Regions from separate parts of the Mus musculus genome. Here region 1 is linked to region 2. Evidence: chromatin contacts called from public Hi-C data. All regions are on one chromosome and are shown on one strand. The core of a region is the stretch at or near the end of the contact, and the rest is flanking DNA. Distances in the headings are between cores, read along the strand shown. Region 1 holds the start of Ar (androgen receptor). Region 2 has its middle 98 kb from the start of Ar.

The links. A called contact is a pair of places that touch in the nucleus more often than the background predicts.
Region 1: a Hi-C map of liver shows a contact between it and region 2, with 4 times the contacts expected there. The contact joins the promoter of Ar here to the enhancer-like site in region 2. A contact is called at or near these places in 4 of 39 promoter capture datasets (3T3-L1-derived adipocytes, liver and pre-B cells), 12 of 484 Hi-C or Micro-C datasets (CD4 T cells, cortical neurons, embryonic fibroblasts and 4 more), 3 of 115 datasets of contacts at active chromatin or transcription factors (hepatocytes, kidney and liver) and 4 of 9 other capture datasets (adipose tissue, embryonic stem cells, liver and 1 more).

What each region holds. Positions count from the first base shown.
Region 1 is chrX:98,146,877-98,150,875 of GRCm38.p6, reverse strand. It overlaps Ar (androgen receptor), which reads right to left and starts at 2,119. Exons shown (of 8, transcript NM_013476.4): 1 at 1-2,119. The coding sequence starts at 1,094.
Region 2 is chrX:98,048,886-98,052,975 of GRCm38.p6, reverse strand. No RefSeq gene overlaps it. Among named protein-coding and RNA genes, the nearest start is that of Ar, 98 kb to the left of the region's middle. Within about 2 kb of position 1,330, at least 4 of the 459 cell types and tissues checked have an H3K27ac peak or open chromatin away from gene starts, as enhancers often do. A contact at or near this core is called in hepatocytes, kidney and liver, where this site is marked.

The DNA.
Region 1 (3,999 bases), core at 870-3,369, 97 kb before region 2:
GACAGAGCCAGCGGAAAGTTGTAGTAGTCGCGATTCTGGTATGCTGCTGCCTCGTCTAGTGCTCCAGATTTATACAGAGACAGAGAGGACGGGATCTCAAGTGTCCCAGAGCTACCTGCTTCACTGCTGCCAGAGCACCCCAAGCTCTCACCTTCCAATCCTTTGGCGTAACCTCCCTTGAAAGAGGAATACTCAGCAGTCTCTTCAGTGCTTTTGCCTGGGCCTTCGTCCAGGGGAAGACCTTTGCATTCGGGCAGCGGCGCACAAGGAGTGGGACGCACCGCGGGTGGACCTCCCAGGAGCGACGCGTACATGCAGTCTCCCCGAAGCTGTTCCCCTGGACTCAGATGTTCCAATGCTTCCACACCCAATCCCATGGACACAGACACTGCTTTACACAACTCCTTGGCACTGTCAGATATGGTTGAATTGCCCCCTAGGTAACTATCCTTGGAGGAAGAGGGAGCCCCCGTGGCCTCCCTGGCTCTTGCGCTGCTGCCTTCGGAGATTACCTCCTGCTGCTGTTGGTGCTGTTGGTGCTGCTGTTGGTGCTGCTGCTGTTGTTGCTGCTGCTGAAGAAGTTGCATGGTGCCGGCCTCGTTCAAAATGTCTTTAATGTCGGCGGAGCAGCTGCTTAAGCCTGGGAAAGTGGGGCCCAGCAGGGACAACGTGGATGGGGCAGCTGAGTCATCCTGATCTGGAGGAGCTGGTGGCTGCTGCGGCAGCCCCTTGCCAGGAGCGGTGGCCGCCCCAGGCTCGGGGAGGCAGCTGCTCTCAGGGTGGCCCTCGGAGGCTGCCTGCTGCTGTGAAGGCTGCTGTTCCTCCTCCAGGGCCAGGTAGCCTGTGGGGCCTCTGATGTGGGCTTGAGGAGAACCATCCTCAGTGTGCTGCTGCCGCCGCCGCCGCCGGGGGCTAGTCTCCTGCCTCTGCTGTAAACAGGCGCCGGGAGGTGCTATGTTAGCGGCCTCAGGGTGCCTGGGGCCCGGGTTCTGGATCGCTTCGCGCACGCTCTGGAACAGATTCTGGAACGCTCCTCGATAGGTCTTGGATGGGGGCCGTGGGTAGACCCTTCCCAGCCCTAACTGCACCTCCATCCTTGAGCTTGTCTGTAGCTTCCACCGAATTCCCTTATCCTGCCTCCTCGTCTCTTGCTCTGAAGAGTTCTCCTGACTGATGATGTAGTATCTGCAGCTAGCTGCCCACCTGCGGGAAGCTCCGGGGAAGAAAACTTGCAGGAGGGGGGGTGGGTGGGGGGAGTGCCCAGATAACCTCAAAGTCTCCAGTAAAGGAAGGCACGCGCAAGACAGGATCTGCCCTGCTACTTACACAGTTTGTCTCTAAATACTTGAAGAACAGATTAAAAGATGCTCAAACCTTGACGGGAGGGAAAAGGGGAAATCCTCTGCCTTCCAAATTCAAAGTCCACTGAAGCAGGTGCAAATAAGAACTGGGCTATTTTCTTTTTGTTTTCTTTTAGCTTTTGTTTTGCTTTCGACTACTGAAACCCTAGCTGCCTTTTCATCTTTTCATTTCTAACACCACACACAGGGTGAGGGGCGGGCAGGAGGAGGTGCAGGGGCGAGAACCTGGAACCAGGGACTCTCCTGGGCGTGCTGTTGCTCCTCAGTCTCTGGGCTCCCAAAAGCCTTCCTTGCAATGTGCAACAAGCTCCCCTACTCTCAGCCAAAGGGAGTTTACCTCTGTGCAAACTGGCTGGCAGAGCTGGGGGTGTAGGGGAGAGGGTTGGCCAGAAAGCCTGCCTAGTCAGCTCCTGGAGAGGGGACCCAGGAGGGGGTAAGGGTAGAGGGGAAGAGGACAAAGGCAGCCGTAGTCCTACCGGACACTTTCCTTGCTTCCTCTGAGTCTCCCGCAGCTTTTAGAAACTTCACCGAAGAGGAAAGGGCAGCTCCTGGGCGGCGGCTTCGAAGCCGCCGCTCTGCAACAGGCGTTGGCTGTCGCTGGGCTGGGGCTGGCGTGGTGCGTCCCTTAAGCTTCTGTATGGCACTGGAGTGGCTAGCTCAGTCTTTTCCCCTCTGATGCCCTCTCAGCCTCCAGGTTTGCTCCGGACCCTCTGGTTCTCCCAGCAGGCTGGCTCCTAGGGATCTCCGAGGGGGCGCTGGGAGGTGGAAAGCAAATGCAACAGTTTGTGAGTCGGTCCCGCCCCCGCAGGCCGGCCTCTCTGCCTTCCCACCTCCTTTCTCTCTCCCCTCCCCTCCCCTCCCCTTTCCTTTTCTCCCCTCCCCTCACCGCAAGCTAGCGCAGAGTGGCTTTAGAGAACGTAGTGCTGGCGTAGTATGGTTGAAGGCTGGAATGACTCACTGTAGCCTTTGAAGACCCCTCTTCCCTAAATACCACTTGTTTTTCGGAACCGGGCTTTAGGCTCCAAAGCAGAAGCGATTTTTAACAGACAAGTCTACCGGCTCCCCAGGAGGTTAGCACAGGCAGAATTTCATTCCTGAACCCAATCCCAAAACAGACTCTTGGAGGTTGGAGGAGGAAGAGGCATTAGAAGTACCAGCTACCAATTGCTCTTAGGTATTCCCTCCCCGCTCCCCCCAGGGCCCACCAGGACAAGCAGAAGGGAGAGTCTCCTGACATTAAAGAACAAGCTGCAGTCAAAGCAACTCTTGCTGAAACCTTTGAGATCCTCCTGTAGGATAGCTGGGAATTCCTGACACCAAGCCATTTGATCTGGGAATTCTGGGCCCAAGAAGCCCATGGTGGTCATTTCTACCTTATTCCCAGCCCTTCTTTCTGTTGGGAATTACCTGTAATTTATACGTTTTATTTCTTCAGACATGCACAGGCAAAAATCATCCAGAAAAGTGGGCAAACACAAATGTCAAAAACACTTGTCATGCATACACGAACCTTTGATTTTGTCCAAAGCGTTGTTTGTATAGAATCCTTTAGATGTCTAAATTGTTTGCACTTGAAAACCCTTACCTTTGGTAGAGGAATCACAGAGGGATGATCTTTCTTTTGATGGACAAGTAAGAGTGAATGAAGATGATGTAGGATACTCCCAACTGTAGGGACAAGTATGCAATAGAAAGATGGAGACTAGACCTATACAGAAAATGTCCTTAGAGAAAGGTTGTAGACCCCATCACTTGTAAATGGCTTTAACCTCTGGATCTGTCCCAGCAGGCACATGAGTGCATTTGTTTTGTGAGACTCACGGTGTTCTTATTTGTTTTGGGGGGCATTGTTTTATCTTTCTTTCGAGACAGGGATTTCTTTTGTACCCCAATGATCCTTCTGATTCAGCTTTTCAAATACTGGCGTTGGTGGAGTATGCAATCACACTAGCTATTTCCACATTTACAGGCTTCTACAGTTGGGGGGGGGTGCTTTATCCATTGTACTGAGAGTTTACCTTTATTGAAGGAGTTAACTGAAACCTCAAGGGGGAAAAGAAGTATGCATGATCAACTCTGCTTCACAGATAAAGAAGGGAAGCAAGGACATTGTTGTATTTCCCATATTAGCAGAACATAAACTTTCCAGGTTTTTTTTTTTTTTTTTCTACACTAGCTGTACACTCATCAGATCCACAACTCTTGGAAAACAGCATAAAGTAAACTTTTCTAACAAAATGACCTGAGAGTGCTTCCTCCTTCCCAGGTGAAAAATTATCTGCTGTGAGTAAGGCAGTTGAGGCCTTATTGTGCATTTGTTATTGCTTTTTTCTTAGTTTCACAAACCACTCTTTAGGATTAAAAAAAAAATAGCAAAGTTATTCAAAAGCTGTCCAACTGTAAAATGGGTAATTCTCAGTATTCTAGTGTAGGGTGCTGAAATGTGGATACTTTGAAGACCTTATTTTTTTATTTTTTAAAAGATTTATTTATTATTATATCTAAGTACACTGTAGTTGTCTTCATATGCACCAGAAGAGGGCGTCAGATCTCATTATGGATGGTTGTGAGCCACCATGTGGTTGCTGGGATTTGAACTCCGGACCTTTGGAAGAGCAGTCGGTGCTCTTAACCACTG
Region 2 (4,090 bases), core at 81-2,580:
CCAGGCTCTATGCCGCCTCATACTTACTTCCCAGATCAATGCATGACTGCTGCTTTCAAACCACATGATTAGCTCAAAGACTTTACTGGTTAATATTTATAAAAAACACTTTGAAGATGAAATCTTTGTTGTGTAGGGAAACACTAGACACAGATAGTGGAATTTTGAGATCTAGGCTTTCTTGTCTAATGGCAATATTAAACAATACAGTTTTTTTTACTTAATGTGGTCGTTTCAGTGACAATAGTCTTCTTAGACTGAAATAACAAAGGTCAAATAAAGAGGCTGCAAAATCTGATGGGGTTTTTCCCAGTTCCATTATAGAATGCCTGGATTACTTCTGAAGACAAGTTATTATTGCTTCATCTCTCTAACCTTCAGTATCCCCTGCCTTCCAGGCCCCATGTCTACAAAAGGCTCTGGAATAATTCTTAGCAAGGAAGCACTTCATACTATTAAGAGAAGGTGGGAATGGGTGGGTAGGGAAGTGGGGGGGAGGGTATGGGGGACTTTTGGGATAGCATTCTAAATGTAATTGAGGAAAATAAGTAATAATAAAAATATTTTTTTAAAAAAAGAGAGAAGCATAGTCAACAATGCCCTGTCTGGAATTAGCTTTAAATGTCACCTATGCATAGAAACCTATCAAACTGAATTTTTAAAAGAAATAATACAGAAGCATTAATGTTAGTTTTACAGAGACAGATAACTTAGTTTGATACAATTTTCTATCCATTATTCTAGTGCCAGAAATGCCCAAGCTAGAAGAGTGTGGAGAAACAAAAACATCAATTCTTTTCTGTTGGACTTCTGAAAAGATTCCACCTTCTTCCTTTAAAAGGAACTGAAGCATCTGTGTTTTTAATTACACACCAGGTATAACTACACCCTGCCAAGAATGCAGCAGCACTGTGAGATCAAGGAGCAGAACCAAAAGAAGACAACTTGAGCTTGGCTTGGAATTCCAACCTCAGCCCAAGTCTGTGACTGGGAACATATCCATGCAACTCCATGGCCTGCCTCCTGGACAGGCTGTCACCCAAGCAATTGAGTAAGAGGGCAAAGGACAAGGGTGAGAAGGTGCTTCTTCAGCTCCTGTCTTTTAGCTGTGTCAGTCTGCCAGCCTGACTTTCACTGGAACCAGTTTACACTAACAAAACGATTTGCTTTTCCAGAAGCTCCCTGGGCATATCTTATGGTCTTATATTGACATTAGTTTTTGGCCCTGGGTCATTAGAAACCTGAATGAATTTCAAGGAGTCCCAGCACCCTTGATAGGTTACCAAACGTTTTGAACTGGCTAGTTCAAACATGCATTTACTAAGCAAAGCACTCTGTGCCAGGCCAGTACTAGGAACTGGGGTACAAAGTGTGATGAGGCCTAAGCTCTGCCCTTCAGGACCTCATAGCCTATTTACAAAGTGAGAGCCATGAAGAGATTATTTCAATACAAATCTATTAAGGACAGGCTAGAAATTAGAACTTCAAGACTTATAAGCAATAGAAGAAGCACACCTATCCAAGTATAGGGGCATGAGAGACTCCCTGAAGTTGGACTCACTAGATACAGTTCAAATTCAAAGGACTTAGTTGAAGAAAAATGGACAGAATATATACTGTAAATGCCAAATAAAGAACAGTAAAGACAGGTTCAGGGAGTATCTAAAGCACTCTGCTTACGCAATGATGAGTCAGGACTTCTAAAACTTACAGGTCCAAATTTGCAGGAATGAGAGAAGCTGGACAATAAGAGTGAAGAAGACTTACTCATGGGAGTATTAGATGTTTCTTTAAATGGCACTTGTACTCTAAAGTAACTGGGAAAATAGTTAGCAATTATATCACATGATCAACCACCCAAAGCTTCTATAGACAACAAACAAAAAATAGTAGAGTTGAGGAATGAGATGGGCAAAAAGAGTTGCAAGCCATATCTATGTTCATAATATAGAAGGAGCTCAATCAACTCAGTGGCATAAACATCTAATTGAAAATGGGTGAAATTTTTCAATATTTCTTCAAAAAAAGGCAAATGCAGAACAGATACAAGAGAATATATTGAATATGACTAAGCATCATGGAAATGCAAATCTAAACCACAATGAGATATTACATTATATCAGTTGATTAATTTTTATCAAAGAGTCAAAAGATAACTGTTGAGTTGAGTATAAAGTAAATGAACATTTGCATATTGTTTGTGGGCACATAAATTAGTGTGACTTGGGTATCACATTATAGAGGTCTCCAAAATGTAAAAGCAGAGGGTTTAGAAAGATAGACCAGTGGTTACGAGAACTGAATGCTCTTCTAGAAGACCTGGGTTTAATTCTCTTTACAACTGCCTGTAACTTCCAGGGAAGTCACAAAAAAATGAATGTTTCATATAAATATACCTGTTTCCCTCGTTTGATGAAAAAGAAAGATGCATTGAAGGCTGTGTTATGAATGACTAAACAAGCCTATAGCAGAGTTTGGAAGCTGATTATGGGATAATCATTTGGAGAACCACTCCCTGATGATGACTTTAGGATTCCTACATCTTTCCTTCCTCCTTTCATCCTTATTTTCTCTCTTTTAACATAAGAAATATTTTCATATAACTTTTATAATCTCTAAAGCTCTATATAGACTAACAGGTTCCTAACTTTCCCCTCCTAACTACTGTATCCACTTTAATATTTTTTTTACAAAGTTTATCTAATACTTGGCCCTTATCCTTACTCATCCTACCTCTCCTTTTCATAGTTAATCTTCACTAAAATCTGAATATTCTTCATACTATCTATAATTATTTATCTGTATATTATTAGTGTATTAATCTTAGGCACTGGTAGGTTCTCCTCCAGTTAGCATTCTATTCAGGATACAAAATAGAGTTTATAACAGGCAAGTTGAGCCCTTGGAGTAAGGAATTCTTTTCTAAACTACACACTTCACTTTATCACATCTAATTTCTGCATAAACATTGCATATTGAAAGAATATAGCTCATAAGAAAAAATAAACCGAGGAAAGAAATAATAGATACATGCATAAGTCCCAACACAGAAGACACATAAGAAACACAAAAAACAAAAGTAACAAAAATCCTCCAAAAATTATTAAGCCTATAGTAAATGGCATCAAATGAGAATGGAATGAAATCCCAGACAAAGAACTCAAAAAAGTTATTACATATAAGTTCCAAAAAAAATGAACCAAAAATATTCTCTGGCTCTAGAAGACAAACAGATTGATGAAATAAGGAATGAAAAATGAGATGTGAAAGTTGAATTTAACAAAGAGAAATACTGGAGAAAAACTAATCTAAATACCCCGTGGGCTTTTGTGAAGATACATGAGTCCTTAACTATAAAATTACTCGTATATGTGTATAAAAATAATATGCTTGGAATGGAAAACACAATCCATTAAATGCAAAGCTCTGTGCAAAGTCTCATTAGTAGAATGGCTCAAGAGGACAGTATATCTAGGCTTTAGGACAATTTAGACAAACTGAAACAATCAAACAAAGACAATGATAAAATCAATGCAAAAAACCAGTGGTGAATCCACGATATGTGTGGCACCCTGAAAAAAAATGAACCCCCAGGTAATAGTTATTGAAGGAGGAACAGAATCTAGTACTAAAGATATAGAAACATTTTTGTTTTCTAAAGAATCATAACATAACAATTCCCTGAGTCAGGACAAGGGATACCAGATACAGTAGATATTTAGAACACCAAAAAGACAAGATCAGAAAGAAAAATATAACAAAATCAACAAAATGACAAGAATCAATACACACTCTGAATATTATTGGTCTCAATTTCCCAATTACAAGACTACTAACATAGTAGTAGTCTTTTAGTAGACTACTAAATTGGATCAAAAGGCAGGAACCATCCCTTTTCTGCCCCTAAGCAATGCAAATTACCACTAAGGACAGACACTGCTTTAGGGGGAAATGATGAAAATAGAAATTTCCAGCAAATTGACTTGTGAAAAAACCATTGCTTTCCTAATAGCAGACAAAAATAGACTTCAAACCACAAGTAATGAGAAAAAATAAAGATGATCAATCCCTTCATAGTGAGTAAGAGAAC